Regions from separate parts of the Mus musculus genome. Here region 1 is linked to region 2. The links are chromatin contacts, called in public HiChIP or PLAC-seq maps. All regions are on one chromosome and are shown on one strand. Each heading gives the region's core, a stretch centred on a gene start, on an enhancer-like site or on the middle of the called end of the contact. The rest is flanking DNA. Distances are from core to core; before and after follow the strand shown. Region 1 holds the start of Pex14 (peroxisomal biogenesis factor 14). Region 2 overlaps Casz1 (castor zinc finger 1).

Region 1 (3,036 bases), core at 269-2,768, 190 kb after region 2:
CAGAGTCCAGAGTTGGTCCTAATTGTTTCCCATGCCTTACAGCACACACATTCCTCCTGAATCACTCACACCACTAACAGAGGCTGATCTGAGTGTCCAGCGCCTTTAAGTGTGATTCCCCCTAATCGACTTATCACAAGTAGAAAGGCAGTAAGACTCTAAGTAGTAGTCCTCTGCCTAGGAAGGAAGGGAAATATCTGTAAGTGGTTTAAAACTCTTTAAGGTGCTTCAAGATGTTGACAAATGAATGATGAGCTTCCCAGGCTAAAAATATTGCTCCTCCTAGGTCTATCCTAATCACATTGAAACATAAGATAGCCAGAGAGCAGAGACACTTCTTCGGGAGCTGAAATCAAGGCCCGGCGGTGCACGTGATTTAGGGCTCGCTACAAAACCTTGCTACCCACTTCTGCACTTTACTAAGAGAAGAGAGACTTAAGATAAGCAGCACTGCCCTGGGGCCAAAGAGAAGGCTGAGCAGGCAAAAGGCGTTGCTGCTAAGCCTGAGGACCTGAGTTCCATCTGAGATCCACATGGCGGACGGAGGGGGGAACCGTTTCCGGCAAAGTTGTCCTCTGCCTCCCACCAGCACCATGCTGCGCACATGTACACAAAAATAAACAAAAAATCAAAAGTAAACATAACTTGCCCTCTGCCTGCCAGCACACTGGTGGTAAAACCCTCTCCACATCCCACTCCGCCTTTGGCTTAGAAACCCCTTCCGAGGCCATATCAGCACGACTTCCAGGCAGCCCAAGCATCAACAGTGGCCCTCACTGTCCCACAAGCGAAGCGGGATTTGGTTAAATCTGCAGGTGAAGAACTCGGAGGGGAGTCCTTGGCTAAGACAACCAAACCCAGCCAAGCGAGGGTTGGATCCTCAGCTAAAGCTCAGTGGCGTCTGTTATTTAAAGTACGTCCCCTTTCTACTAACGCACTGGGAGGGAAGGAGTCCTCAGAGCGGCGCCCCAACTTGAAAAGGAAAGAAAGCCCCATGGTGAATGAAGCCCCAGATGCTGGCACTTTGGGGGCTGAGGCCGTGGGAGCGGGAGTCGCCAGGCCCCTCCCGACAGGGGACAGCCGGGTACCAACGAGCCTTCCCCACCTCTCTCTCCTCCAGCAGGGCCCTGCAGCTGTGTGCTGAGGACCTAACCGGAGCCCGCCACCCTTCCTGACCAAGCCCAGAGGGCTCCGAGGGGTCGCCGAGCGGGAAGCCAGGGCCTGAGACCCGGTCGAGACCCCGACCCGGGACTGTGGTGAGAGCGGGGTCACCGGGGGAGGAGCCGGGCCGGGAGGACCGGAGAGGGGCGGGGCCCAGAGAAAACACTAAATCGGGGGTCCTCCGCTTCAAGGCGTCAGGGTCGCCGCCCCACTGCCTGCCGCGCGCCCAGCGGCGCCCCAGCCGCGACCCCTGACAGTCGCGACGGGGCAGTCCCACTCCCCTCACCTGGTTCGGCTGCTCTGCCTGCTCCGACGACGCCATCTTCCTCAGGCCTGACTAGTCGACCGCCGCTGGCCCAAGTTTCTCCCAAGAGCGCTTGCACTAGTTCTCCCGACTAGACCAAAGTAGAAGGTCCCGAGCATGTCGATGGGGGCGGGTTCCCGGCAAAAAGGATTGAGTGAGACTGGTGTCCCGGTTATCTTGCAGTTTACAGGAAAATCCATAGTTCAAATTCTTTTTAAAAAAATAGAATATCTCTTGTTGTTGTTGTTTTACATTGTTGATGTATAAACGCTGTGGTTTAGGCACATCTACTCCTAATTTTCTCCCCCTACTCTCCCCACATCACCCACCAGGTTCACCCTCTTTTTAAAATAAATTTACATGTTTGTATGTTTAGACTTGTTTGTTTTTGTTTTCTAGACAAGGCCTCACGTAATTCAAAGTAGCCTCAAACTTTCTATGTAGCCCTAGATGAACTTCTGATCCTCCTGCCTCCACCTCGAGGTGCTGAGATAACAGGCGTGCGCCACACATTTTTATTCTTGAAGTAAATCTCTCCCTATTCTCATAACATCGTGGGCACATTTAGGGACTACTTATTTAATAAACACATGAAAATGTAAGTTAAAATTTAGCCATTCGACCGGGCACTGGTGATGCACGCCTTTAATCCCAGCACTTGGGAGGCAGAAGCAGGCGGATTTCTGAGTTCGAGGCCAGCCTGGTCTATAGAGAGAGTTCCAGGACAGACAAGGCTACAACAGAGAAACCCTGTCTCGGAAAAAAAAAAAAAAAAAAAAAAAAAAGCCAAAAAAAAAAAATAGTGTAGCCATTCGGTACACTAGTATTCGTTAAGTACCTACTGTTTCTCAGAAGCGTTCATAAACTCCAACAACACTCTGCAGCTCGCTCTCTCTCTCTCTTTTTCTTTTTTTTTTTTTTTTTTTTTTTTTGGTTTTTCAAAACTCTGTCGTAGCCTTGGCTGTCCTGGAACTCACTCTGTAGACCAGGCTAGCCTCGAAAATTTGCCTGCCTCTGCCTCCCAAGTGCTGGGATTAAAGGCGATCGCCACCATGCGTTCTGCAGCTCTGTCTTAAGAAACCCATGTGTTGGGGCTGGAGAGATGGTTCAGTGGTTAAGAGCACTGACTGCTCTTCCAGAGGTCCTGAGTTCAAATCCCAGCAACCACAAATAAATAAATAAGAAATCCATGTGCACAATAGTGCTTTCTCAGGCTGCCTCTCCTCTGTATTAGAACTGACATCTCAAGATGGGGATATAGCTTAGTTGGTAACACATGCATAAAACCTGGGCTCCAGCACAATGACTACGTGGTACAGTGGTGCACAACTGTGACCACAGCACATGGGCTATATGCTGAGTTCAAGGCCAATCTAGACTATGTAAGGTTCCCGTTGGTTGGTTGGTTTGTTTTTTAAATTAAAAAAAAAAATTTATACAGGCAGAAGACTGGAACACCCAGACTTTGAGAACTGGGGACATTTGAGGAGAGAGGAGCAGTCTGTGAACCATCATTATGGTAGCTGAATTGTTAGATGTGTTGCTTTAGGTTTTTGAGACAGAGTCTCACT
Region 2 (2,900 bases), core at 71-2,570:
GGCTAAGAACCCTCCGTGGGCTGACTAGTATAGCAGGTAGGCTAGAATGAGGGACCAGCCCAGACTACCAAAGCTTACAAGCTCTGTCTTATGTTTGGGCCTTAGTAGAGGAACCATGGTTAACACCACCTCCCAGGCTTACTTTCCAGTCCCACAGGCCCTGCCAGAGGCCTACGTGCTTGGCTAAAGAGACCCCTTCCTAAAGCCTGTCTTGTGTGTGGCCTGGGTTGAGGCCAGGGTAGCCCTTGGCTTTGGAGGAAACAGCGGAAGAGAGCCACATACTTTGTGTTTCTCTAGACTCCAGGGATTCCCACAGCGTACATTCCAGAGTTGATCTTTTCTTATAGGACTCTGTCCTTGAATTAAGGGGACCCCTGGGAGGGAACTTGCTACATGAGGACAGGAGACTGGAGGAGCCAGGCTGAGCCTCCTGGGACAGGGATCCCCACTTCAGTTAGAGGCTACTGGAACTCTGTATTTCCAGACTTCATGGTCTCAGCCTTCGTTTCCCTCTGACAGGTGCCTCTCTCCCTGCTGCCTGAGAGCCCAAAGCTAGAGCAAGCTGGAAGGTCTGGTTCATTGAGGATTGACTGGGTATTTTTGCTGACCAGTAGGGGGCACCCTACTGCATCTGCCCCAGTCCTTTTAGGGATCTGGGCCTATGGACAGCTCTGGTCCTGTGCCTTCCGGCTCTAGATGGGGGAGGGGTAGCCTCCCCTCCCCACCCCCAGAGGTTCCTTAGCCGAGTTTGTTTTGCCAGGGTGACCTGTTTAATCATCTCATTTTCTGGTGGCCGTTTATTCCTCGTTTCCACGGTTACGGCCCCATTAAGGGGAGAAGCAATAAGGCAGCGAGTCAAACAGGTAATAAAAACATTAAAGCCCATGTGCACAGAGAGAGGACGGGATGGGGGGAGGGGGCTCAGTGAGGTGAGACGGCCCAGGGAGCAGCCAAGGTAGAGGCTGCCTGGCCTGGCCTTGTGCTCCGAAGGTTGCGGGAAGACTTTTCCTCAAAACCCAGTATTCAGCTTAGTCCCCAGGCCTCAATGCCCGGGCCATGGGCTGTATGTTGGAGGTAAAGCTTCAGGAGCAAAGCAAGAGAGAAAGTAAGCAAAGTTCCCCAGGCATGTCCCCAGAGAGTCGCATGACCTGTTCCAGGCCCCACCTCACCCTGGAAGGCCAAGGGGGTGGGGGCTAATTTCTGACATTGTTTTGAACTCTAGAATTTTTTTTTTCTGCCAACTTTATCAGAAAGCATATTTGTGGTGAGTGCTGCTAACAGGGCCAGTCTGGTGAGTAAATATTCCTGGTGTGGACGGCCCCGTGACCTTGAAAGGAAGAGCGGAACAGTGGACGGCTGGGAGCATTGGAAAGAGGAGGGCCAGGCAGACAGGAGCCCTTGGGCTAGGTGGGAGACCTTTCCTAAGAAGGGGTTCCCATGAAAGTGACAGGGCCAGGTTTGTACTCAGCAGACTCGGCAGAGGCCTACCTAGCCCAAGCTCAAGTACCACACCGTTGCCCTTGGTAGATGGCCCGGTCCTTGTGGTAACCATAGAAGAGTTGCTCGCCAATTCACCCAAGAGCTCCCTTTCTCTAAGTGGATGCGGAAAAGCTACAACAAAAGCCAGCCTCTCGCCCAGCTGGTCTGGACCCAGGGCAAAGAGCTGTGCTGGCCAGCGGGGAATGCCAGGAAGTGTAAGGATGGTGTCAGAGTGGCTGTGCTTGTGTGCCGGAGCAACCACTGTTGCCCTGGAGCCGAGGGCCAACGCTCAGAGAGCAGGGAAGGCCAGGACCAGCCCTAAGGCCTCTCTGGATCATGGAGGAGGCTGCCTTCTTCTTCTTCTTCTTCTTCTTTTTTTTTTCTTTAAATCTTCTATACTCTGATCTCTTGCAAATGCACAGAGGCCTGTGTGTCTCTGATTATTAATTTCAACGTTGATTCTGACTGCAGAGGGGGAGAAAGGAGGTGTGGGAAATGGGGGAAACCCTTTGGCTGGGACTGTGCTTTGGGAACGGGCCTAGATGAGTTAATATTCCGATCAAACAATTAAAAATAGAAAACGCTCCCGCAGCACCAGCTGCTGAGGCTTTCAGCAACTGTCACCGGTGGGTTCAGGGGCGGGTGGCACGGGAGGGAGCCTCTCCTAGTGTGTCCACTGCTCTCTCAGGGTCAGAGCGGAGGCTGGGGCTCTGAGTCCCTCCAGCTCCTTTAGGGCCTGGAGCGGAGCCTGTGCAGCTTCAGGGCTGCCCTTCTCCCCTGCAGGGCCTGGGTAGTGTGGTGAAGTCATCGCCAGATGCCCTGGTAATTGTTTTAAGAATGCAACTTAAAATAAGATGAAAACTTATATTCCTGGGTGAGGAGTAATTTCCCATCTAATAGTAAATTAATGACAGGCGTAGAGCAGGCGGCCTGGCCAGGAGGCATGTCCATCTGATAAAGCTGAGGTCTCAGGCCCACCAGCTCTAGATCCGGGAGTGTCTACACCCCAGGCCAGGCCTCACTTCTCATATCCTCTTGGGATGCGCCATGGTCTGCTTGGGTAGAAGACACATTCTGCGTGTGTCTGTTGAACCTGCCTGTAATATGGAACAGCTTTTAAAAACTCCAGCGGAGAGGCTGGGGCCTTATTCTTAGGCACACAAAAAAGGCCCCAAGGCATCTGTTTTACCAAGAAGAAGGAACTTCAGGAGCACTGCCTCACAGACTTTGGGCAGAATATCCACCCTTCAGAACAACATGGTGGACCGTGTAAGGTCATCACCTACCCAAGCTTACGTAGGACTAGAAAGACCAACATTCTATGACTCCCAGGTTCCACATCAGCTAGGACAGTTGATCAACCTTGATTGGAGGCTGTAGTGGAGGCTGCTCAATACAGTCCTCCCTCGGGGCCCTGGAGA

Evidence for each region. HiChIP or PLAC-seq counts read pairs in DNA pulled down with a chosen protein or histone mark.
Region 1: a contact with region 2 is called in an H3K4me3 HiChIP or PLAC-seq map of embryonic stem cells, with 16 read pairs. The contact joins the promoter of Pex14 here to the enhancer-like site in region 2. A contact is called at or near these places in 9 of 39 promoter capture datasets (the HPC-7 cell line, embryonic stem cells, hematopoietic stem and progenitor cells and 3 more), 2 of 484 Hi-C or Micro-C datasets (bone marrow-derived macrophages and regulatory T cells), 5 of 115 datasets of contacts at active chromatin or transcription factors (the 230-238 cell line, embryonic stem cells and stem cell-derived neural progenitor cells) and 4 of 9 other capture datasets (adipose tissue, liver, macrophages and 1 more).

Annotation. Positions count from the first base shown.
Region 1 is chr4:149,098,325-149,101,360 of GRCm38.p6, forward strand. It overlaps Pex14 (peroxisomal biogenesis factor 14), which reads right to left and starts at 1,519. Exons shown (of 9, transcript NM_019781.3): 1 at 1,448-1,519. The coding sequence starts at 1,483. Gm46722 (a long non-coding RNA gene) reads left to right here. Exons shown (of 3, transcript XR_003955172.1): 1 at 1-815; 2 at 1,121-1,256; 3 at 1,353-1,454.
Region 2 is chr4:148,907,676-148,910,575 of GRCm38.p6, forward strand. The region is part of intron 4 of Casz1 (castor zinc finger 1); the gene reads left to right. Among named protein-coding and RNA genes, the nearest start is that of Gm15969, 8.7 kb to the right of the region's middle. Within about 2 kb of position 1,321, at least 40 of the 459 cell types and tissues checked have an H3K27ac peak or open chromatin away from gene starts, as enhancers often do. A contact at or near this core is called in embryonic stem cells and pancreatic islet, where this site is marked.